Linked DNA regions of Rattus norvegicus: all the other regions are linked to region 2. A link is a contact called in public Hi-C data. All regions are on one chromosome and are shown on one strand. Each heading gives the region's core, a stretch centred on a gene start, on an enhancer-like site or on the middle of the called end of the contact. The rest is flanking DNA. Distances are from core to core; before and after follow the strand shown. Region 1 holds the start of Arl8b (ADP-ribosylation factor like GTPase 8B). Region 2 holds the start of Bhlhe40 (basic helix-loop-helix family, member e40). Region 3 holds the start of Edem1 (ER degradation enhancing alpha-mannosidase like protein 1).

What was found. A called contact is a pair of places that touch in the nucleus more often than the background predicts.
Region 1: a contact with region 2 is called in a Hi-C map of kidney, with 3 times the contacts expected there. The contact joins the promoter of Arl8b here to the promoter of Bhlhe40 in region 2. A contact is called at or near these places in 2 of 12 Hi-C or Micro-C datasets (kidney and mammary epithelial cells).
Region 3: a Hi-C map of liver shows a contact between it and region 2, with 4 times the contacts expected there. The contact joins the promoter of Edem1 here to the promoter of Bhlhe40 in region 2. A contact is called at or near these places in 6 of 12 Hi-C or Micro-C datasets (kidney, liver, mammary epithelial cells and 2 more).

Annotation. Positions count from the first base shown.
Region 1 is chr4:143,302,918-143,307,089 of GRCr8, forward strand. Arl8b (ADP-ribosylation factor like GTPase 8B) reads left to right here and starts at 1,714. Exons shown (of 7, transcript NM_001024332.1): 1 at 1,714-2,019. The coding sequence starts at 1,897.
Region 2 is chr4:143,173,054-143,177,183 of GRCr8, forward strand. It overlaps Bhlhe40 (basic helix-loop-helix family, member e40), which reads left to right and starts at 1,397. Exons shown (of 5, transcript NM_053328.2): 1 at 1,397-1,795; 2 at 1,964-2,033; 3 at 2,312-2,419; 4 at 3,324-3,447. The coding sequence starts at 1,716.
Region 3 is chr4:143,351,192-143,355,185 of GRCr8, forward strand. It overlaps Edem1 (ER degradation enhancing alpha-mannosidase like protein 1), which reads left to right and starts at 2,484. Exons shown (of 12, transcript NM_001305279.1): 1 at 2,484-3,059. The coding sequence starts at 2,572.

The DNA of each region.
Region 1 (4,172 bases), core at 464-2,963, 130 kb after region 2:
CAAATCCAAACTAGGGCCCCGTGTCCCACTCCCCCTGTCCCTGAATTTTCTTTCTACCTCTCCCCACTCCAGGTTTCACTGATCTACGCCAGTGTTTTGTATTGTTCCAAGAATAAACTTTTGGCTGCATTTTTGGCTTTAAATGAATGTACTTATTAAGTACACAGCAAATAAAAGTAAAAGAATAAATAGCAAGTAGCGATAGGTAGCCAGGCTCTACCAAATAGCAAGCTCACAACATCCAGCAGAGGCGACTAGAGTAGTTGGTTGAGAGAGCTAAACAAGAAAGCATCAAGTTAGAGGTTTACAAATACGAAGCAGATATCAACTGGGGAAGTTGGGGCAGTCAGCCGGAGTGTCTTTTTAAAAAAATATTTTCAATTAAAATATAATTCCATCATTTCCCCCTTGCCTCCGGCACACCGTCTTTCAACCTCCAAACCACTTCACTGTCCTTCCCCATTCAGGGTCTTTTCCTGGAATGTGCTTCTACCAAAGGTCAGCCTGCTTCTCCTTCTCACTTCCCTCAAGCCTTTCCACTCAGGACCACCTGACTTAAAGACAAGAGAATCTGTTCCAGCTTCTTCTTTGTTCCTCTTCAGTTTTCTTTACAACGTGAAGTACCATGAAGCATTTTCTCCTCTGTTTGCTGTATGTTCTCCACACTGGACTGTAAGCCAGAGGAGGGCAGGGATTTTGCTGTTACTATTGTTTTGCTGTGCTAGAAACGAACCCCATGTCTTTTACGTGCTGGGAAAGAATTTTTTCCCATGAATTAATTTATTCACTTTGCCTCCTGATCACTCCCTGCCCCCCACCCCCTCCAACCTCCCCAGAACCCAGTGCTTCAATACATGCCAGGCAAGCATTCTACCACTGGGCTACATCCCAACCCAAATTCTGATTTTTTTTTATTCCGTGTTCAACTACTCAGAGTATTAACATTTTCTTTCAGGGTACATTGTCAACAAACAATTATAGAAAAATTCAGTCAATAAGTGAATGAGGACCAACTCTTTTAAAAAGTTAATTAATTTAATGTGAGTATACTGTTGCTGTCTTCAGACACACCAGAAGAGGGCATCAGATGCCATTACAGATGGTTGTGAGTCACCAAGTGGTTGCTGGGAATTGAACTGCAGTCTGTGCTCTTAACCATAGAGCCATCTCTCAAGCCCCAACTCTTTTTTTTTTTTTAAGATTATTATGATTTATGTGTTTTGTTGTGGGAGTATGTGCACGTGCTTGCAGAGTGTACGACGGAGGTCAGAAAGCCCTGGATCTGCCCCCCCCCCCCCCCCCCCCCCCTCAGAGCTCAAGTTGTTGAGGGCTGCCAGACTGTGTGTGCTGGGTCCTGAACTCTCCGGTCCACCGAAAGAGCAGCAAGCCCTTTAACCTCCGAGTCATTTCTGTAACACTACCGTTTTTGCTTTTTGAACTTCTGATCCTCCTGCCTACACCTCTCTAGTACTGAAATCCTTGGCCTGCGACTGTGAGGAGCCCAATAAGTTGGGAAAAAAAAAATGGTGAATGAACCCACCATGAAAGAGAAAAAACATGTGACAAAGTGAATTGACACCAAGGCGATGACACTGTGCCTTGGGACGCACCACCAGGTGGCGATGTCGCCGGCGGGCGCTCGGAGTCTATGGGACCTCGCCGTTCTTGCCGTGTGCTTCCGCGGCTGCGCAGGGCTGGGCGTGGGGGGGGTAGGGCGAATCATATGACCCGCTGGGCTTCCTGGCTCCGGCCGTCGCAGCCTCCTATCTGTGTCTACCCGAGTCGCGCCGGGGGGCCCGCTGAAGAGCCGTTGGCGGGTTCCGGGCCGATACCCGCTCGTGGGAAGCAGTGTCTGTCGTCGTCCGCGCCCGTCCCCGCTCGCTGCCGGCCGCCGCCATGCTGGCGCTCATCTCCCGCCTGCTGGACTGGTTCCGCTCGCTCTTCTGGAAGGAGGAGATGGAACTGACGCTGGTGGGGCTGCAGTACTCTGGCAAGACCACTTTCGTCAATGTCATCGCGGTGAGCAGCCCTATGAGGTCGGCCTGGCGGGCGTCCGGGGCCTGTCACCTCCCTGAGGGCCGGGCCGTGCGATCCTTTGGGTGTGGGCCTGGGAGGTTTTAGCCGGAGGGTCAGCGCCGGAGGGTCAATTCCACATTGCGTTTTGGTGGGGGGCTGTGTCTTTAAGGCGGCCTGGAAAGAGTTAATCCGAGTCTGTCACAGTTGCCGCCTTTCGGGCTGTGGAGGCTGAAGGGTTAATTCCAACCTGTCACTTGCTCATCCGGACGGGTGAGCTCGGCCTTTTCCAGAACGCCTGCGGCCGGGAAGCCTCTCTGAAATCTCCACTTGGGACGAAGGAGCCGCATTGTGAAAGCAGGCAACCGGTGTGGGCGCATCTGTGAATGCCAGGGGGAGCCTTGGCGCCTCCAGTTCGCTTGGTCTTTGTCACTGGTCCACGGAGAGTCAGAGATCAAACTGATGGAAACTGTTGGCGTGACCATCCAGATCCCAGTATTTATTAAGGCAGGGAGTAAGGGCGAGGCGAGTCTCTGTTTCTCCAGAGTGATTGTGTTAAACGGGCGGATAGATGGATCTGCGTTCAACATAAAGTTAACTATCCTGCAGGGTTTGGTCTTTAGAGAGATTTTTTTTTCCTCCTAGAGAAGGAATTTGTTTGGATTGGGGCGTAGCTTATGCAGGCTCGGGGAAATTGCTTGGAGATTAAATACACTTAAATATAATGTGGTGGTTAATTCAGTGGGAGAGTGGTTGTTTGAGTTTGCGTCGGGGGAAGGAATGGGAGTGAATGTCAGTCTTTGGAGCTGAGGAGTCGTTGCACAGTCTTAGGGCTGTACTTAGAGGGTTGCACTTTACAGTTGTTCCGATGAGAAGTGGCCGCAGTTCTCAGACCTTCAAGAGGCTTGTTGGAATCCTCACACAAGAGACAGCTGAGCTGCCAGACTGGTTTGGCTGCACACTGCCATGGGAGAAACTAGGTAACTTGTGACTCAGTCCCTGCAGTAATAGAGCAACAGGCGTGAAAGACAGGAGCAGAGACTCAAAATTTCTTTTCGAAGATGGCTGAATATAACTATGAGGGAAATGCCTATGCTTCGTGTTGGGCTCTTTCTATATTGCCCCCACCCACACCCCAAGAGAATAAGGCAGAACAAACTTCAGGCTTTCTTTCATACCAGGACTTTTATATAGACTTCGAGCTGTTCGTTTTATATAACCAAGATAAGAATTGGCAATTCCTTGGCAGTCCTGTCTCCTCGACAAGATTGAATTGGTAATCGTGGGTGTGTTGGTATGGTCACTTGTATTTGCTGTGGAGGAGGAGTTAATGCAAGAACCTGCATCAATGAGTAGAATTCAAGAGACATACTGCTTACTTTTGTGCATATATTATCACTAGACAGTGTAGCTTGATACAACAAACCCGAACTTTTATGCCAAGCAGTCCTGGATTTGAAATCTGGATCTGCCACTTAGCAGCCTTGGGTCTGGTTGAGTCGATTGTGGTTTTCTGATCTATGAAGTGCAGATAACAATAGATTTCTTAAGAGAGTTGCTCTAAGGGCTTACCAGGAGGAGTAGGGAAGTGATAACATGTAGATATCTCTAGTGGCTGTACTACCCAAAGCAGGTACATGGAAAATACATTGAGAAAGGACGGAGCAGGCCTCGTTTCCTTTGACTCTCAGGCCAGTGTGGTCGGCAGTTGCAGATTTATGGCTCTTGGGAAGGAAGCTTCTTAAGCCCCCCTCCCTTCTGAATTAGATTCATTTTAACAACTATCAAATGTCAGCAGTGCTGTTGAAGTTAGTGACCCTCTGTTATCCGTCAATATTAGACTATATGATGGAGATAGTCTCTGTTAAGAAAAGATCCCACAAAAAAGAGAGGCTATGTTTAACTCATTTTAATCATTCCAAATTCTCTATATCATAAAATGTTACATTATCCCCCACATACACACATACATAATTATGGTCTGTCAATTAAAAATGTTAACACCCAAGACATGGTTGGTGATGCTTACCTGTAATTCCAGCATTTAAGAGGCTGAGGCAGAATGATAGTTGGAAGTCTGATCCACATCTGAACCCCGCCCAACACACATACTAAGAAGAAAAAATAATTTAGGGAAGAAGAAAAAAGGCTAGACTGTA
Region 2 (4,130 bases), core at 147-2,646:
CCACGAGCTCGACTGGGTAAGGGGCTCAGTGAGTGTGTGCTGCACATATGTGGAGATTTCACTGTGATAAACCAAGAGGATGGGGCGTGGGAGTGGGGGTCCTCCTGTCTCCTCTCTCCTGTCCTGGAATAGACTGCAAACAGCGCCACCCAAGTTCCTGGTTAGCTTCGGGATCCCATGCCGGCTGGCAGCCCGGTGCGCGGGGGTCACGGCTTGGAAGCCGGCGCGGAGAGGCTTGCAGTGAGCCGAGCTCCGGCCCGCGTCTGGGCCACGTGAAGCGTCACGCCCCGCGCTGCTGCAGGGCAGGCGCCGTCGCCGCGGTTGTGTAACTCTGCAGCCGGAGGGGAGGCGACCCGGACGCCTCTGCATCGGAGGGGGCAGAGGAGGGAGGGAACGCCGGGCACCGTGCCCGGTATCTTTCTGTGCTTGACTAGCCAGGGTGGGTGGGGGCAGTGAGGCACCCTGGAAGGCGGGAGGAGATGGGTGCGCGCCAGTCGGGTGCCAGGCCACCCGCAGGCTGCGCCCGGGAGCTGAGCTCCCGGGAGAGTTGGGGGAGGGGAGGGTCCGCACGGCTCACACGGTCCACGGTCAGGTGCGCTCGGCGTGCTCGGCGGCGGCCTCGGCTGCCCTAGCGCCTGGCCACCAGCCCGCTTCCCATGGGGTGACATCCGCCCCGCCCTCGGTCCCTCCCCAAGGCGGGCAATTCCTGGACACTGAGGCTGAGCGTTGGGGGGCTGGGAAGCCAGGACGGAAAGAAACCCCAGCCTCTGGGGAAGGCCAAGGGGGGCCGACAACTCCCTCCGCTGCGCACCGGTTCCTAGGAGCGGGCCAGGCGGGGGAGGAGGAAGAGGGCTGGGCTGGAGCGACCAAGGGGATATTCCTCTCCCGGCTTGAGTCAGACGCGGGCGGAATCCGTCCTCCCCCGTTCCCTCCCAGGAGACGGGAACTTACTTCATTTCCCTGGGGCAGGTTCGCCCACGTTACCAACTCTTCCCCCCGCCCCCCAGCTCCCCAGTTCCTTCCAGCTTCCGTGCCCCCCACCCAGCTGGGCAGGACTCTGGCTGCGCTGCCACCCCCTCTTTCGGGGAAAGGAGGCCGCAGCCGCAGACACCTGGGGCCCGAGGTTTGGGGCGGCGGGGAGGGGGGGCACTTTGCAGCCGCCAGAGCGTTGTCCAACACGTGAGACTCATGTGATGAAGCCGGGGGAGGGCGGGCAGGTCGCTCCTTCCCTCCCCGGCAGCGGCCAGACGTGCTTGGAGTCACAGGGTAGAACACGTAGCTTCTACCCACCCACTCGCTCCCATTTAACCCAGCCCGCAGCCTCTCCTTACTCCTCGGCTCGTCCCCTCCAGCAACCACCGCCCCCCCCCCCGCTCCGCCCTAAGCAACCCCCCCTTTCCCTCCCGCCTCTCCACCCGCCCCACTTCTCATTCACTTGGCTCGCACGGCGCAGACAGCGCAGCGAGCACACACCGCCAGTCTGTGTGCAGAGCGGGAGCCAGAAGCCGTGGGGGACACCCGGTCATGCACGCCCCCAACTGAAGCGACACCTCAAAGCCGCAGCTCCTGGCAGCCCAGCGCATTGCAAGAAGCTCAGGCTAGCTCATAGGAACATACCCCTTGAGACCCTCGGATCCTCCCTTCCAGGGCAGTCCTCTCTCAGACTCTCTGCTAAGTGCAGACAGGAGCGCACAGTGGCCCCTGCTCGCCGCATCATGGAGCGGATCCCCAGCGCGCAACCACCTCCTACCTGCCTGCCCAAAACGCCAGGGCTGGAGCACGGAGACCTGTCAGGGTAAGTGTGCGCTGTGATCCCTTCAAGTCTCCGCTCCTCACCGTGTCTTCCATACCACTCTCAACTTGGGGCATCTCTGGGCATATAGGGGGCTTCTTGCATCTGTAGGACTTCTGCAGCCAGTACGCACTTGGGAGTCACGGCTCTTTCTGGCCTTTCTCCCTGCAGGATGGATTTTGCCCACATGTACCAAGTGTACAAGTCCAGGCGGGGAATAAAACGGAGCGAGGACAGCAAGGTAGGTGCATCCCTGGGGACCCCGTTCCTTAGCCTCTCGCGTGCGCTGAGTTTCCAAGGAAAAGTTTGCTTGTTTGAAGGTTGGCTGGGGGTTTCGGGATGTGATGAGCTTATTGTCACAAGTGAGTGACTTGGGAAAGAAGGGGCAGAGAAGGTGATCCTCGGTGCGTCTCTGCGCCCTCGCAGAATTTTTTTCCCTCTGGTGCTGGGTGGGGAGGAAGGGAGGAAGCTTCGTGTTCCCTTTCTCAGGCACCCACTGCTTCCATTTATTCCTTGCAGGAAACTTACAAATTGCCGCACCGGTTGATTGAGAAAAAGAGACGTGACCGGATTAACGAGTGCATTGCCCAGCTGAAGGATCTCCTACCCGAACATCTCAAACTTACTGTAAGTGAGAACCTGGCTGCGCTCCAACCCAGTTCTTCTGCCCAGAGGGCGGGTGGGGGTCACCCGCCGCCTGCAGGCGTCAACGGGAACTGCAGGCTAGACGGGCGGATCAAAGCTCCTAGTAGTTCTGGTTTGGAGGGAACCCAGACCCAGACCCAGGACTTCCAGGCAGAGGCAGAACCAGAACCATCTGGGGCCTCTTTAAGTTGGCTCCAACACTAGCACAGCTTCCTTTTGGTATTTTTTTTTCTTTCTCACCACCTCGTAGTCTCCCTTAACTTAAAAGGAACAAACCGTGAGATTAAAAAATTATGCCCTTCTCCTTGTCCTCTTACCATCCACGAGAGGACCTACTTTATTTAATGTGTGCCTTTTCTTTTCATCATCATCTTTACTGGTAACCGAAAGCTTTCTGGATTTTCCTTCGGGAAAAGTGTTTGGAAAGGAAGACGAAAAGCCTGCATGACTGGAAGTCCTGAACGGGTGTTTGGGGGGGGGGGGGATGTGTAAAAAAAAAATTCAGCACACTGGGAAAGCCGTTTGGTTGCCAGACACAGTAGACATCCCTCCCTGAGTTGACACCACAGCAGGGAAATGTTATCTCCGGAGTCCCCTGAGTTAAGGTCAGGGCAGCTGCTGGAGAAATATATCTGTCAGCTCACTCCCGAGACTGTAACAGCTACCAAAATGCCTCCAAAGATAGGCAACACATGTTTGACTTTTTTTAAGCCTTTGATCGTTATATGGATATGTTAACACATCTGCAAACTTTAAATTTAGTGGGGCAGGAAAAGCTCTTCCTATCTCGTTGTCTACACCCAATTCTCATAACAAATAGTGTGTGTCAGAAGGGACTTCACTGACCTCACAGGTGACGGAAGCTCCCTTTTTTTTGTTTCCTCAGACTTTGGGTCACTTGGAGAAAGCAGTGGTTCTCGAGCTGACGCTGAAGCACGTGAAAGCATTGACAAACCTAATTGATCAGCAGCAGCAGAAAATCATGGCCCTGCAGAGCGGTTTACAAGCTGGTGAGTGCCTGGCCTGATTAGTGTCTCAGCACAGATCGAGCCCGGAGGGCTGGCTGTGGCTCCTGACTCTGAGCTACCATCTCCTTTGCACATTCACTGGGGGAGATGCTTTTCTGATTCTTTCCTAAAAGGTCATACTTTCCCATACGGAATGCTGCTGTGCACCACCTGGAATGAGTACTTATTAGCCCAGTGATGAAATGTTCCTGTGACATTTTGGCCCGAGAGTGTCTCGGTTCTGGGAGACTTCCCCATCCCCCTTTAAAATGCCAAGGCATCGATAATTTGCATTGTGGGTGTTTTTACAGTTGGTCTGCTGAGCCCTCATTCATGGGTGAGCAGAACACGGGTCTGCCCCTAGTGTTTTCCTGTCCCTTTGCTTCCTTGTCTTTGGATGTGGGATGCAGTCTTGGCAGGATGACAGCAGGCTTTTTTTTTTTTTTTTTTTTTTTTTCTTGCCTGCATTTCATTGTGGTTCCCTGAATAGCCACTAGGTATCTTGGCAAATTGCACAATCCAATGAAACCACTGGTTTCATCATTCATTTATCCTGAGTTTCAGAGAATCAGGGGCACCTTCTAACCTCCCCCTTCTCCCTTCTAGATCATACAGTACAGACCAGGGGGAATCCTAACACCTACCCCTCAGGCATTCTTCTGTTCCGTCCAAGGCTAGTACAAGAA
Region 3 (3,994 bases), core at 1,234-3,733, 180 kb after region 2:
ACAGGTAGGGTACACACATAATATCAGTTCTTCATGGGTAGGTGCAGCATTTGGGCTAGCAGGACTGGGGGAAGGGAAGGAAGCTCACTATCTTTTATTTTTAGGGACAGTTGACTCACTACACTGCTCAGGCTAGTCTTAGTCTTTTGGTCTTAAAGCAGTCCTCTTTCCTTAACATCTGAGGAGGACTTCACGCATTATGAAGACCAAGCTGCCTCAAACTTAAAGAAATTTGCCTGCCTCTGACTATGAAGTGCTGGGATTAAAAGTGTGAGCCACCCCGGCTGGCTGGATAAGTTAACTTTTAATAGGTAAAGTTACTTGTTTCAGAAATTAACAGTCCACAAGAGATTGTCTTGGTCCCACCCACATAAAAGTAACCTTTGCCTAGCGACTTACAAGTTTCTTATTCATACAAAATACAGTCTCATCCTTTTTTTTTCTTTTCTTTTTTTCTGGAGCTGAGGACCGAACCCAGGGCCTTGCACTAAATCCCCAACACCCCCCCCCCCCCCCCCCCCGCCACACACACAGAGTCTCATTCTTAACAGGGCCTACTACTACAAGTTTTTTGTTTGTTGGTTTTTTTGTGTGTTTTTGGGCTTGAGAGAGTTTGTGGTATTGTTTATGTCTTAAAATGGGGAATATTTTGCAGCAGGGGAAACAGGTGCAGAAACTAACTTAGCAAGGTTATGAAGGCAAGATTCTGATTGGATTCTCAGCTGTCTCTTTGGAGCTGCACAGTAAAGCTATAACTAAAATGAAAGTGACTTTCATGCTTGTCCTGAGATATTTTTATGAGAATGTATGTATTTAGAAAAACCTATCACAACCCTTTTCTCGTGTGTGTGTGTGTGTGTGTGTGTGTGTGTGTGTGTGTGGAGAGAGAGAGAGAGAGAGAGAGAGAGAGAGAGAGAGAGAGAACAAGAGTGTGCTAGGTATGGTGGTTCAAGATTATAATATCTTACTTGGAGCTGAGACAGGAGCATTACAGGCTGGAGGCAAACTAGGGCTGCATAGTGAGATCCTGTCTCAGAATTTGTTTTCATATTTAAGGCTGGGTATTCTGATTAGATAGAGATGTCTTAATTTCATCAGCTACATTCAGTCTGAGAATGAATTCAATCTGAGGGCCAGTCACAGATACTCCACTTTAGTTTTTTAAAAAATGAAGATAAAATAGGAATACCGCCATAGTGTTCCAAAAACCTGTTCTACTGACACTTATTGTTGTGCCATGGAAAGCATTTTTCATAAGCTGGGTGGTTTTCTCTAGTTATTAGACTCATCTTTTAAAATCAGGACAGCGTGAGAACAGTTGCTGTCACAGTGGCTGACAGCTGACTAGAGTGCAAGATAAACTTAAGCTAAAATTTGCACAGAAGTAGCTTAAGGAGGAAACAAAGCATATCTTAATGTTCATATTCAGTTTGTGTTAGCTCCAGGGAGGGAGGCAGAAACAGTTAAGAACTGGAGTGAGTTGGTCCCCAGCAACTTAGTCCAGTCACTTTTCTCTCTCATTCTCTTCCTCCCCCCCACCCCCAATACTGCTTGGGCCTTTGTCTCTCACAAAATAAGCTCTTACAGGCGCTCCAAGTGTAGAAAGCCACAGCCCTTAAAAAATGAAATCTGTAACCTTAATTATAGGAATTAGGACTTAAAAGGGATTAAACCCCAAATCTGCCCTACATTTCCAAGGTTGCGCCGCCTTGCACTGTGGAGATGATGGGAAGGTCAGGAAAAGATGTTTAAATAGATTTGATGAAAATGATTTGGTGTTACTCTCCAATCTCGCTTTGATGGGGATTGGATGTGATTTCGGAGTATTTTAGAAGTATCATGAATGATTCTTCCAAAGTAAGGCATTCCACTAAAAACAAACAAAAAAAAAACCCCAAACAAACAAACAAACAAACAAAATCAGGACAACAAAAACTGGATGACATTTCATGCAGTCTTGACCGGGGAAATCTAGACCTTCCCTAGATATTCATTCCTAGTAGGTACCTCCTTTGCTTAAAGGCCCTGCCCCTTAGCTTTCTCACCCTTACTACTCCAGACCTGGACGGGCTTTCTCCTATCCATCTTCAAGAAACATTCTGTTCAGGAACAACATTTACTCGGGCTAGGGTGGGTCAGAGGCCGCGTCAGTGTCCGGCTCCTGGAGCTCCCGTGCCGCGCTCTTATTGGTTGGAAGTTCTTTCCCCAAAAGCCGGAGCCACCTAGGCTCGCCACGCCAGCTAGACCAGACTCGGAACCGCCCAGGGGGCGTGGCCCGGCGGCGGGGCGGGGCCTTGCAGTCCCGGTGGCCTATAGAGCTGGAGGGAGTCCCCGGCCGCGCCCCTCGAGGCCGGGCCCGTGCGAGGCCAATCCGGGGCGACCGGCGGGCGAACGCGGGGCCAGGCGGGCCGGGCAGGTCCGCGGGGCGGGGGACAATGGATCAGTTCCTGGTGCGTCACGAGGGAGTTCCTTAAAGGGGAAGTGAGCGGGCTCCCGGCGGACGCGCGGGGAGGCCGTCGGCTGGGGACGCGCCCGGCGCTTCAAAATAATGCCCGCGGCGGCCGCGCGACCATGCAATGGCGAGCGCTCGTCCTGGGGCTGGTGCTGCTGCGCCTCGGCCTCCACGCAGTGCTCTGGTTGGTCTTCGGGCTGGGGCCCAGCATGGGCTTCTACCAGCGGTTTCCGCTCAGTTTCGGCTTCCAGCGCTTGAGGGACCCCGACGGCTCGGGGCCAGTTGGTCCTCCGGGAGGCCCGTCCTGGCTTCATCGGCCAAGGCGCGGGACAGAGGGGCGGCTCGAGACCCCGCCGGGACCAGGGCCGGGACCGGGCGTGTGCGGCCCGGCGCACTGGGGCTATGCTTTGGGCGGCGGTGGCTGCGGCCTGGACGAGTACGAGCGGCGCTACAGCGGCGCCTTCCCGCCGCAGCTGCGTGCCCAGATGCGCGACCTGGCGCGGGGCATGTTCGTCTTCGGCTATGACAACTACATGGCGCACGCCTTTCCGCAGGACGAGCTCAACCCCATCTACTGCCGCGGCCGGGGGCCTGACCTCGGAGACCCGTGAGTAGCCCGCGCGCTGCCTTCCGCCCCTCCGAGTCTTTGAGAGGACACCAGGGTCTTTAGGATCCGCCGTAGTCCGAGGTTCCTCTTCTCCGCTACCCGGTGGACTGCCATCCTCTTGATTCTCCCTGACCCTCCAAAGTTCTGGTCCCTGACATTTTCTGTTGCAGATGGGGAAACTGAGGGCCAGAGACCGGAAGGGACAGTCACAGTGTCCCTCGCTTCAGATGGACACATTAAGTGCTAGTTATATAGGTTTCCCTTGGAAAACTCAGCTTCAAAACGAGCCTTCCCCTTTCCTGATCAAAATGCCACACCCAAAGCTTTTTAATATGAACATTAAGGAGCGGGTTCCTAGAAAGGGGTCATCCAGTGAGTTGGACACCGGGTTGGGATGAGGGGTTAAGCGTTTCTCCTTCCCAGGGACCGCTTCCTAGACTGAGGGGAGCTTGTTGGGAGGGATGGTAGTTGCCTGGCTCAGATTTGCCATCTGGATCCTCGAAGGATGATTTCTTAGGCGCAGAGTTGACTGACACCGTCAGTGCTTGGTATCATCGTAAACACCAGTGGGGTGATGGTGCTGTCAGAAGGTCAGCCAGTCCTAGCCCACTAGCCACGTATGGGAAGGTGGAGTTCCGGGGTTACTCTAGTGGACTTCAAAGTCCAAGAGAGCAGGACATCCAGCCAAGTTCCTCCTCCCTGAAGGGTGTGCACTGCCACAGTCCCAGTCAGGCTGGTTGGTGACTGTGATGTTTCCCTCTCCTTAGATGGGAGTGTAGTTGGGGTGTTCATTGTCTTGGCATTCTACATGGAAACTTGGACATCTGGCGTGTATGTTTTCTTTACCTGGTGGGAAGCTATGGAGGATTCTTAGTTTCTAAAAGGAAAGCTATGGGCTGATGAGATGACTCAGCCAGTAAGGGCCCTTGACACTT